Linked DNA regions of Mus musculus: region 1 is linked to region 2. A link is a contact called in public Hi-C data. All regions are on one chromosome and are shown on one strand. Each heading gives the region's core, a stretch centred on a gene start, on an enhancer-like site or on the middle of the called end of the contact. The rest is flanking DNA. Distances are from core to core; before and after follow the strand shown.

Region 1 (4,901 bases), core at 964-3,463, 380 kb before region 2:
TTTAATTAAATTAACTCAGCATCCAAATGATGGCTTACAACCAACCACCTGTAACTCCAGTTCCAGGGGAATCCAACTCCCTCCTCTGATCTTTGCAAGTACCGGGCACATATATAGTACACATACATAATTGCATGCAGAACACAAAATAACCTGTGTGTGTGTGTGTGTGTGTGTGTGTGGAGGAGGTGGGGAGAGGGAAAGGGAACAGGTGTGAGCATACCAGGAATTATATAATGGTTTGGACCTGTAATCCCAGTACTAGGGAGGACAGGGATAGGAGGATCCCTCCAGTTTACTGGCAAGCCAGTCTATAAGGTGGAGAACGATTGAGCAAGTCACTCAGTGTCAGCTCTTTTGGCCTCCATTCAAATGTGCACACACATGCGCAATATACACATGACAAAAGCTTTATTGGAGAACTATGCATCTGTTTCTTTATTCTGATAATGGCTTTAGCAGCCTGTGTCATAACCTTTTTTACTTTTCAAACCATTTATTTGTCAGCTTGTTTCTTGGTGACTCATTGTTGCTAATCAGAAAATATATTTGGAGCTGGAGAGATGGCTCAGTGGTTAAGAGCACTGACTGCTCTTCCAGAGGACCTAAATTCAATTCCCAGCACACACATGGCAGCTATCAATTGTTTTTAACTCCAGTTCTGGGGATCTGTGTGAGGCGGGATCTGGCGCCTGTACACAGACATACATGCAGGCAAAGCACCAGTGCACATAAAATGAAAATTTATCAAAAAAAGAAAATAGGCTGCCTGTCAGGGATATCGAAGCTGAGATTAAGATTGAGAATGACTGGTATAAAGATGTGCAACATTGGTGGTTTGTATGTATGTCTGAATGAGGATGGTGGGTCTCCTAGAACTGGAGTTAGAGACAGCTGTGAGCTGCCATGTGATTGCTGGAAATTGAACCTGAATCCTCTGGAAGAACAGCCAGTGCTCTTAACTACCATGTCATCTCACCAGCCCCAACATGTGCAAGTTTCATGAGACTTCTTGTTTGGAAAGTTATGTGTAACCTAAGTAAATGATATAGGTAGTACATAATATAGTAGAACAGATAGAAAATGGATATTTTTTCATTATGTTTCTAAACTATTCTGTTTGGTTGTTTGTTGTCTAGGCTATTTTTTATATCATCTCTACCCACATATCTTGTTTTCTCTTCTTCCTCCAATTTTAGTACAGAGGAAAATCCCAAGAGAGAAGATTATTTTGGAATCACAAATCTTGTTGAACATCCAGCCCAGCTTAATCCTCCAGGTAATGTACAGATTATCCAACTAAGGTTCTAGATCACGCAGCATTAGCCACAGAATGCATGAGCTTTCTGTCTGTGCTTTCCAACCTATAGCCACAGGTGATTTTTTTGTTTGTTTGTTTTTGTTTTTTTGTTTTTTCGAGACAGGGTTTCTCTGTGTAGCCCTGGCTGTCCTGGAACTCACTTTGTAGACCAGGCTGGCCTCGAACTCAGAAATCCGCCTGCCTCTGCCTCCCGAGTGCTGGGACTAAAGGCGTGCGCCACCACACCCGGCGTGATTTTTTTTAAATGATTTATTTTTTATTTGCATTGGTGTTTTGCCTGCATGTATTATCTATGTGTTGGATTCCCTAGAACTGCAGTTGTAAACAGTTATGAGCTGCCATATGGGTGCTGGGAATTGAACCTTGGTCCTCTGGAAGAGCAGCCAATGTTCTCTGGCCACCTTTGCAGTCCCCTTGTATTTTAAATTTTAGTTAAGTAAAATGGCAGAGCTGGCTAGTGGCTACTGAGAGACATTGATATTAATTTGTGGGTATTACAAGCTGAACTTTTTATTTATTTTGGTATATTATTTGTTTATTTTGAGAATGGGTCTCACTATGTAGACCATGATTGTCAGGAATTTTTAGAGATCCTCCTGCCTCTGCCTCCTGAGTACTGGGATTAGAGATGTGCCCACCTTGTCCCCCTCCTCCCATCTGTTTTGGTTGTTTTCATGTCCTGGCTTCCTTTAGCATTCTTAGCATTAAAGCAACAAAATCTAGCTAACTCTTTGGGTGCCCAACATAGGCACTACTATATTATTTAGGTTACTTGTTATGGAATATAAGCCTATTTGTTCCTGTGTCTGGGTAGGGTAAGGGTTGTGGAGTGAGGAGTCTGTTAGAAATGCAAAGGTCTCTAGCCTGAGACACTGATAAATGGGAGATGTGCGCATTCTTTCACTTCCCCAAATCACTTGGGATTTCTTAGTAAAATTCTAGCAATGGTCACCCCATGTGTATGTATGTGAGTCACATGTTGCTGGCCCCATTTGTGATCTTTGACTTTATTCAGTCTTCTTTCCCCCTTTTTTATTTTATTGATTTTTTTTTTATAGTTAAGTCTGTTAGTTTGGTTAAAAGAGATAGGTGGTTTAGCTGATTGGGTCTGTGACCCCAGCATTGTGGGGAATTGTGATTCGATGTAAGCATGGGATACAAATGAAGACTCTTATCTATCTCAAAAGGAGAACATTTTTGCTTACTTGATTACCATATGTACTTTAAGATAAAGACAGCAAAGGTTGTAGTTGTGGGTCTGGTTTCCGTAGGTGAGTGCCTTCAGTTAGTCACTTAGAACTTGAAGAATTTTTCCATAGAACAGCTGAATGCCTTCTTTACAGGGTACATGCTTACTGGCAGGGCATAATGATGATGCTCTTATAATCCTAGTATCAGGAAGTTGATGTAGATAAATCACTTCTAAGTTTGAAGCCAACTTGGGGTGCATAAAACCTGTTTTAAACAAACAAACAGAAGAGAGATAAATAGATCTTAAAGGATTTTAATACTTTCCCTCAGGATGAACTGAGATAGTACCATAGTGACATTCACTTGGCCATAGTTCCAGTAAGTACAGAAGAATATATCGAGACCTTGAAATAACGGTCGGACATCCTTTGTCTTAAATGCTTGGGACAAAAGTTTTTCAGATGCTGCTTTTTCAGTCTTTTAGACATTTTCATAGCATTTGAGCATTTCTCATGTGGGAATTTGAAAATGTAATCATCAAAAAGTTTTAATTTCAAGAGATAGGGGTGGCTCATTGGGTAAAGCACTTGCTACACAGATGTGAGAGACAGACAATCCCTAGAACAAGCATCCTGCCTCAGTGTACAAAGTGGACAACAGTCAAGGAAGACTCCAATTAGCCTCTGGTCTACATACACACAGGTACATACATGTGGATATGCATGCGTGTCTGCACACCACACATACAAAACAAGTCAAGTTTAAAAGGCTTCCAGGGTTTCTGAAACTGGGAATATAACTCAGTTGGTAGAATGCTTGTCTAGCATGCATTAACTCCTAGGTTGGATCTCAGCCCTACATAATCCAAGTATGGTGCCATACACTTTTAATGTCAGCTCTCGAAAAGAGATGGGGGGATTGGGGATGGCTAAGTGGCTCAATTGGTAAGAGCACTGACTCCTCTCCTGAAGGCCTGAGTTCAAATCCCAGCATGGTGACTCACAACCACTCGTAATGAGATCTGATGCCCTCTTCTGGTGTGTCTGAAGTCAGCTACAGTGTACTTATGTATAATAATAAATAAATCTTGAGAGGGGGAGAGGGAGGTGTGTGGGGGGGTTGAAGGGAGACTGGGATATTAGAAGTGCAAGGTCATCCTCATCTACTGAATTCAAATACTGAATTCCAGCCAGCCTGAGATACATGAGGTCCTATTCAAAGAATCATTTTGGATTTTGTAGTATTGGCGATCTTAGGTTTTTAGATTAGGGACATTCAGCCTCTAATACAAATTAAAAATAGGAACTAGACTTAATCAGATTTTATGTAGCTGCCATAAGTATTTGTCAGAGGAATATGAGGATTTTTTTTTTTAAACAAACATGCTTTAAAAGTATAGGGATTTCTTTTTTTTAAGTTTTATTTTACTATCAAGCCCATTGGTGGAATTAGAGTGAGGTTCCAGCAAAGGTTTATTACTAAGAATCTGTATGTGTCTGGGGTGTGTGTGTGTGTGTGTGTGTGTGTGTGTGTGTGTGTGTGTGTCTACAGATGCCCTTGGTGATCAGAAGCTGGAGCTACAGGGGCTTGCTTGTCAGCCACCCAAGGTGGGTACTATAAAGTTGGATCCTCAGCAAGAGCAGTGTGTACTTTTTTAAATAATAAAGTTATTTTTTATTTATTTTTAAATTATTTATTTATTATATGTAAGTACACTGTAGCTGTCTTCAGACACTCCAGAAGAGGGAGTCAGATCTTATGGTTGTGAGCCACCATGTGGTTGCTGGGATTTGAACTCGGGAAGAGCAGTCGGTACTCTTAACCACTGAGCCATCTCTCCAGCCCCAATAAATTTATTTTTATGTAGGTGTTTATGGGGAGTTGGACAATGTGCGTGTATGTGGGTATATGCCAGAAACATACATATATAGGTGCTTTTGAAAGCCAGATCTCCTGGAACTAGAGTTTAGAGACTTTTTTTTTTGTTTTTTGTTTCTGTTTTTTGTTTTTTGAGACAGGGTTTCTCTGTATAGCCCTGGCTGTCCTGGAACTCACTCTGTAGACCAGGCTGGCCTCGAACTCAGAAATCTGCCTGCCTCTGCCTCCCGAGTGCTGGGATTAAAGGCGTGCGCCACCACGCCCGGCTAGCAGTAAGTATTCTTAACCACTGCACCATCTCCAGCCAGCTTCTTCCAGAGGGTTTCCTCCATTTCCTAGTACTGAAATTGAGCGCAGAGGTTGTACAGTAGTTAGCATAGCTGCATTGCCGACGCAAAATTTATTGTTATGTAGGTTAGGGAATTTCAAATTGTATTCCATAGAAGCAGCAAATTATAGAAAGTAGGACCCAAGTGGAGTTCTGGATTCTTTTACTTCCTCAGATTCTTAG
Region 2 (5,167 bases), core at 1,157-3,656:
GTGTGTGTGTGTGTGTGTGTGTGTGTGTGTGTGTAAGGGAAAAACTTTCAGGATTTGAGCTTAAAGTATTGATTTATTTACTTATTTATTTCCAGTGTTTAAATTAGTAGATCTATTTATATAGCAATAAAAGTCCCTTGCCAAATTAAATGAGAGGTTAAATGTTCAGTTCAATTTTCCTATATTTTCTGTCCCTATCTGTTTTGAAAACATAATACCAGAAGATGAGGGGCCCAAATACCAGCAGAGCTCCTAAAAAATGAGTAAATTCTTGGGAGTGGTTCTGAAATTAGATTAAACATTTGTTGATCCTGAATAAGTTCAATGAATCAAGGCAGGGTCTTTATTGTGCATTTGGTGTTTGGGGCCACTGTACTGAAGCAAGTACTCCCGCTGAGCTTCACCCTTATGCCCAAACCTTCTACTTGTGCCTTCTGGGTCTCTCTCCAGAGATACTCAGCTGGGGTGAAGATACTGGGGAGAGTGGTCAGGGACACAGGCTTATACTTGGAACCCAACATCTTGGCTCCCCAAGTAAGCATGAACACTTAATGATAATAAATAAAGCATGTATGTATGTATGTATGTATGTATGCATGCATGTATGTATGTGTATACGTGTACATCTATATATATGTATGATCATGTACATGTAGACGTCAACAGAAGCCAAAAGAGGATGTCAGACTCCCTGGTTGTGCATGCTAGAAACCAAATTCAGGTCCTCTGTCAGAGCAACAAGCACTTTTACCCATAGAGCCATCTCTCCAGCCCCATGACACCCTCCCCTCTTTTTAAAAGAGTAACTTACAGCAAGAATTTTCTAAAAGTAAAACCAGTATATGAGTTGAGAATGATTACTCTTTAATAAAAAGTAAAATCAGGGGTGGGAGGAGAAAAAAAAAGTAAAATCAGTATATTTCATAATCTTCTGACAGTTACTTAAACAAATTTAAGTTTGGTATCCAGAATAAAAACTCATTTAAATGAATAAACCATTTTCTATAAAAGATTCTTCTGTATTTGTACAAATATAATATGCCCAAGAAGTCTACAGTTTGTGATCCTGTAGATGCAATATACACATTACTAAAACTTGCATGCATGAGAGAAACATTATGTTAAATATACCTAGCTTCAAGTCAATGAGCATGCATAAATTCCAGGCTGTTTCAAACTTCAGAAGAGGAGGAGACTAACCAGAGAAATTCACTCTCACCTAGATAAAATTTAAATCCAACATTTAGACTGCTTGATCCCATAACCAGGACAAGAATTCTAGTACATTACCTGGCAAACCGCTCTTTGTCATTACACATCTGGTCATCATCGCATCTGAAAAGAAAGGGCAGGGATTAATTCAAACCCTTGTACTTATATCTACTCCGCTCTGAAATAAAAACTAGAAATAAATAAAACTACTCAACAGGGAAAGATAATGGACCAGCACCACAAAGCAGCAGACACTAATAGCATCTGAGAGAACACTGAGAGCCGATGACTATCATGTCTCAGTGACCACACACAGAAAGATGGTATGATGAAAACATGAAATGTCTTGTGATTTCTCTAAAGTTGGGAATATATTTGGGGTTTTTGTTTGGTTTTTTTCCGGGGGGGGGGTGTTTTTTTGAGATGGGGACAGCTATGTAGCACTGGCTAGTCTGGCATTCACTCTCAACTTACAGACCCTTTGCCTCTGCCTCCCAATTGCTTATTACAGGTGTCAATCACTAAGCCTGACTCAGTTTGTTTGTTTTTTAATTGTAGCTTTAAAAAAACAAAAACAAAAACAAAAATCAAAAAACCAATAGAACAGCGTGTGGGTATATTTTTCATGTTTTCATTCTTCTGTGAAAAACAGGATCATAAATATGGGTATTCATCTAATACCCATATTTTGACCCTGCTTTAAGCTGGGTGTGGTAGCATGTGCCTGCAGTTCTTTAGGCCTACTTAGGCAGCTGAGAGAAAAGAACATTTGAGCCAGGTGTAGGAGGCTGGTCTGAGCAACACAGCAACACTCCACAAGGAATGGGGGATGGGAAAGAGATAGCCAAAGCCTCCAAGGGTCAGGGACCATTGCATAAGAGTTAACACTCTGAGTTAAGAGAAAGGGCAGACTGTTGTGGAACACTGCCTTCTGAAATGACATGAGCAATGCATACTTGAATTCACAACAGCTGTGACTACAAAAACTACACAACATCCTAGCATAGAAGGGGGGAGGAGTTCACAAAGCCACAAACCCCCTTGAGGATCTATAAGCAGTTAGTTGCTGGGAGAGCTTTTCTTCATTGTTGTAGCCCCGAGGAAAGTGTAATCACTCACACATACTACTGGTAAGCAACCCTAATGAAACATCCCACTCCAAAAGAAAAAGAAAAAAAAAAAAAGGTCACGAAAGTAGAAGAGGAACTAGTTGGGAAAAGGAAGGGGACTATCGAGAAGAGGATGTCCCAGGGTGAGGGGTGGGGTATACAATGCCTTATATATATGTATGAAAATATAAATTGTGCACAACTGAACCCCTGCATGCAGAATGCAAGTTCAAAGAGGATCAGTTCAAGTTGGAGGTCGGCATGGTCTAGACAGCAAGTTTCAGGCCATCAAAACCAAACTTGTGTTTGCAGCCACAGGGCAGATATGGAGGTGGAGAACAACTTTCAAGAACAACTCTATCCTTTCACAGTGTGGGTTCCGAGATCAGTCACCTCAAAAGCACTCTATGCGTTAGGTCTCTGTGTGTAATTATTGAGAGCAGCTCAGACTTGAATTCACAGCGATCCTTTTACATAAGCCTCAAGTGTTGGGATTATATGTATGTGCCATCATACCTAGCTCAAAACTAATTCATTTAGGGGCTAGAGAGAGAGCTCAATGATTACAAGCACTTGTTGTTCATGCAGAGAGCCCATGTTCAGTTCTCAGAACCCACCTGGCAGCTTACAATTGTCTGTAACTCCAGGTCTAGGAACCAGGCACACATACTGTGCAAGATACATATGTAGGCAAAACACACATATAAAAATAAAAATTTCTAAAGTCTTCAGAAAAAAGCTAATATACAAAGTTTTAGTATGAGCAATCGAATCTTTTAAGCTTGTGAGGCAAGTGACCCTGAGCTGTAACTTGTAAAGTGGCACCATATTCTCTTCCATTGTGACTGTACCATTTTACAATATCACAGTGTATAACTGTTCCGATTCCTCCACTTCTCTAGCAATTTTGTTATTTTCTGGGGGGTTACTTGTGTCTTTTTGAGACAGGAGCTCCCTGTGCAGCCCTGGGTTCCCTCTACCCATGGGAGGCTGGTGGGTATCAGTCTCCAGACTTAGCTCCGATTTTGTTTTGGTTTTGATAGTGGTCTCTGGATTGGATATAAATGTTATCTTTGACTTGTATACCTCCTAAATATCTCTGAATGATTACTAATGTCAACCTTTCACATGCTTCTTGGCCATTTGTATCTTTTCTTTGGAGAAATGCCTCTCCATGTCTTTTGGCATTTTTCCCCCTTTCATTTTTAAATTTGCTTTTACCAACTTTGAAAGTAATCTATGTTTGGTGTAAAACAAACAAACAAAAGCATTAAATTGAAACAAGACTACTCCCTAACTCTTCCTCTGAGAAAGGTTCTCCAAGATGGTAAAGCTCCTGGCTACTGCCTTCTGGGGATTCCTACTTCCCTCCTAACTGTGGCCTACAAGCAAGGACTCTGTGTTCCCAACAGCAGCTACATTCTTCCCGTCTTGCTTCCGGTCTTTGTACTTCCCTTTCCTTTTCTAGGAAGCCTCTCTAGCTAACATCCCATTTCACTTCCTTTTCACCACGTCAGCCTAAAGATGAAATGTGTCCTCCCCCAAAGTCTTGAGGTCTTCAGTCTAATATGGGCCTCAGTTACACAGCAGTAGTGTGAATACCCCTGTCCTATTGAAGTGCTCTCATCTGTCTAGCTGATTACTGTCCTCCCCACAAGAGGCGCAGCACATGAAGAGATAGACTTTAACTCAAAGGAGTCAGAAAATACCTCAATGCTCTAGTCTACTGATTATTCAGATTAGAAAGAATGTGAAAAAACAATACTGTGTTAGGGGTCACAACTTTATTCCCAGAATTAGAAGGCAGAGACAGGCAGACCTCTGGAAGTTTCAGGCCAGCCAAAGCTACAGAGTCAGACCTATTTACAACAAAACAAAAACAAGTGCTAAGCAGGGTGTAGTGGCTTGAGCCTACAGTAGCCTCTGAGAAAAGAGGCTCTCCGTACATTTGTGTAAAGCCTGGGCTATACAAGGCTTGATTGGATTACCAAGTGGGATTCTGTCAAACAAAATGGAGGTAAGTGGTGAGATGTTTCAATAGATAAAACATTTGCTGCCAAGCCTGCTGATCTGAGTTCCCAGAACCTACATGGGAGGGGGGGGGGGCGGTGAAGGGGGAGGGCGCGGATACCTATTCCTCCAAGTTTTCTCTGACCTTCATACATGTGTAGCACATGTGTCAAGATACACACACACACACACGCAAAATGTTTAAAACACACAATGACACACACACACATTCATTAAGTTCTCTTATAGCCACAAATACCCTCTAGGAAGATTTATCAACCTGGAAAGAGTACTCAACCAAAGGACAGGAGGTCAAGAGACAACTATAGATCAAGGCAAACTGTGCCACAACTATCACCCATTACTCAAATGCCCATTCATCGTATCTGTGAATCTTCTACTGAGTTGCCTATGTTGCCATTCCTATGAGACCATATAAATTCTCCAATTTCACTGACTGCACACTTACTGTTTTCCCTTTGGGCAGCTAGGCTACTCTTAGACCACATATTAGTCTATCTACCTCTTCTGTTTACCTGCCTCCAGTCAGTTTGTCTTATCAACTTGGTCATCAAAATGCTTAGAAGAAAAGGAAGGTCTTTCTTCCCCTACACTAGCAACAAAGGCATGCCTATACAGTTACTATCGCTGTCTATCCATGGACACTAACTGAACTGGATGAATAAAATTCAGAATTTCCTTCTTAGTACACACACGCAGAGTAGTGCTGGGAATGAAGCCCAGGCCGTGCACACGCTAAGCACACGCTTCACCACTGAGCTACACTGTAGCCCTATTTTAACCACTGTGCAGCATCAAGAGCACAGCTGCTGTCA

Evidence for each region. Hi-C and Micro-C count contacts between places; a contact is called where the count stands out from the background.
Region 1: a Hi-C map of bone marrow-derived macrophages shows a contact between it and region 2, with 21 read pairs. The contact joins two enhancer-like sites. A contact is called at or near these places in 7 of 484 Hi-C or Micro-C datasets (bone marrow-derived macrophages, cerebellum, cortical neurons and 3 more), 1 of 115 datasets of contacts at active chromatin or transcription factors (craniofacial prominence) and 3 of 9 other capture datasets (adipose tissue, liver and pancreatic islet).

The regions. Positions count from the first base shown.
Region 1 is chr3:95,837,048-95,841,948 of GRCm38.p6, reverse strand. It overlaps Prpf3 (pre-mRNA processing factor 3), which reads left to right. Exons shown (of 16, transcript NM_001316751.2): 9 at 1,200-1,279. Among named protein-coding and RNA genes, the nearest start is that of Prpf3, 16 kb to the left of the region's middle. Within about 2 kb of position 2,213, at least 5 of the 459 cell types and tissues checked have an H3K27ac peak or open chromatin away from gene starts, as enhancers often do. A contact at or near this core is called in bone marrow-derived macrophages, where this site is marked.
Region 2 is chr3:95,456,545-95,461,711 of GRCm38.p6, reverse strand. It overlaps Arnt (aryl hydrocarbon receptor nuclear translocator), which reads right to left. Exons shown (of 22, transcript NM_001037737.2): 4 at 1,291-1,335. Among named protein-coding and RNA genes, the nearest start is that of Arnt, 25 kb to the right of the region's middle. Within about 2 kb of position 2,406, at least 24 of the 459 cell types and tissues checked have an H3K27ac peak or open chromatin away from gene starts, as enhancers often do. A contact at or near this core is called in bone marrow-derived macrophages, where this site is marked.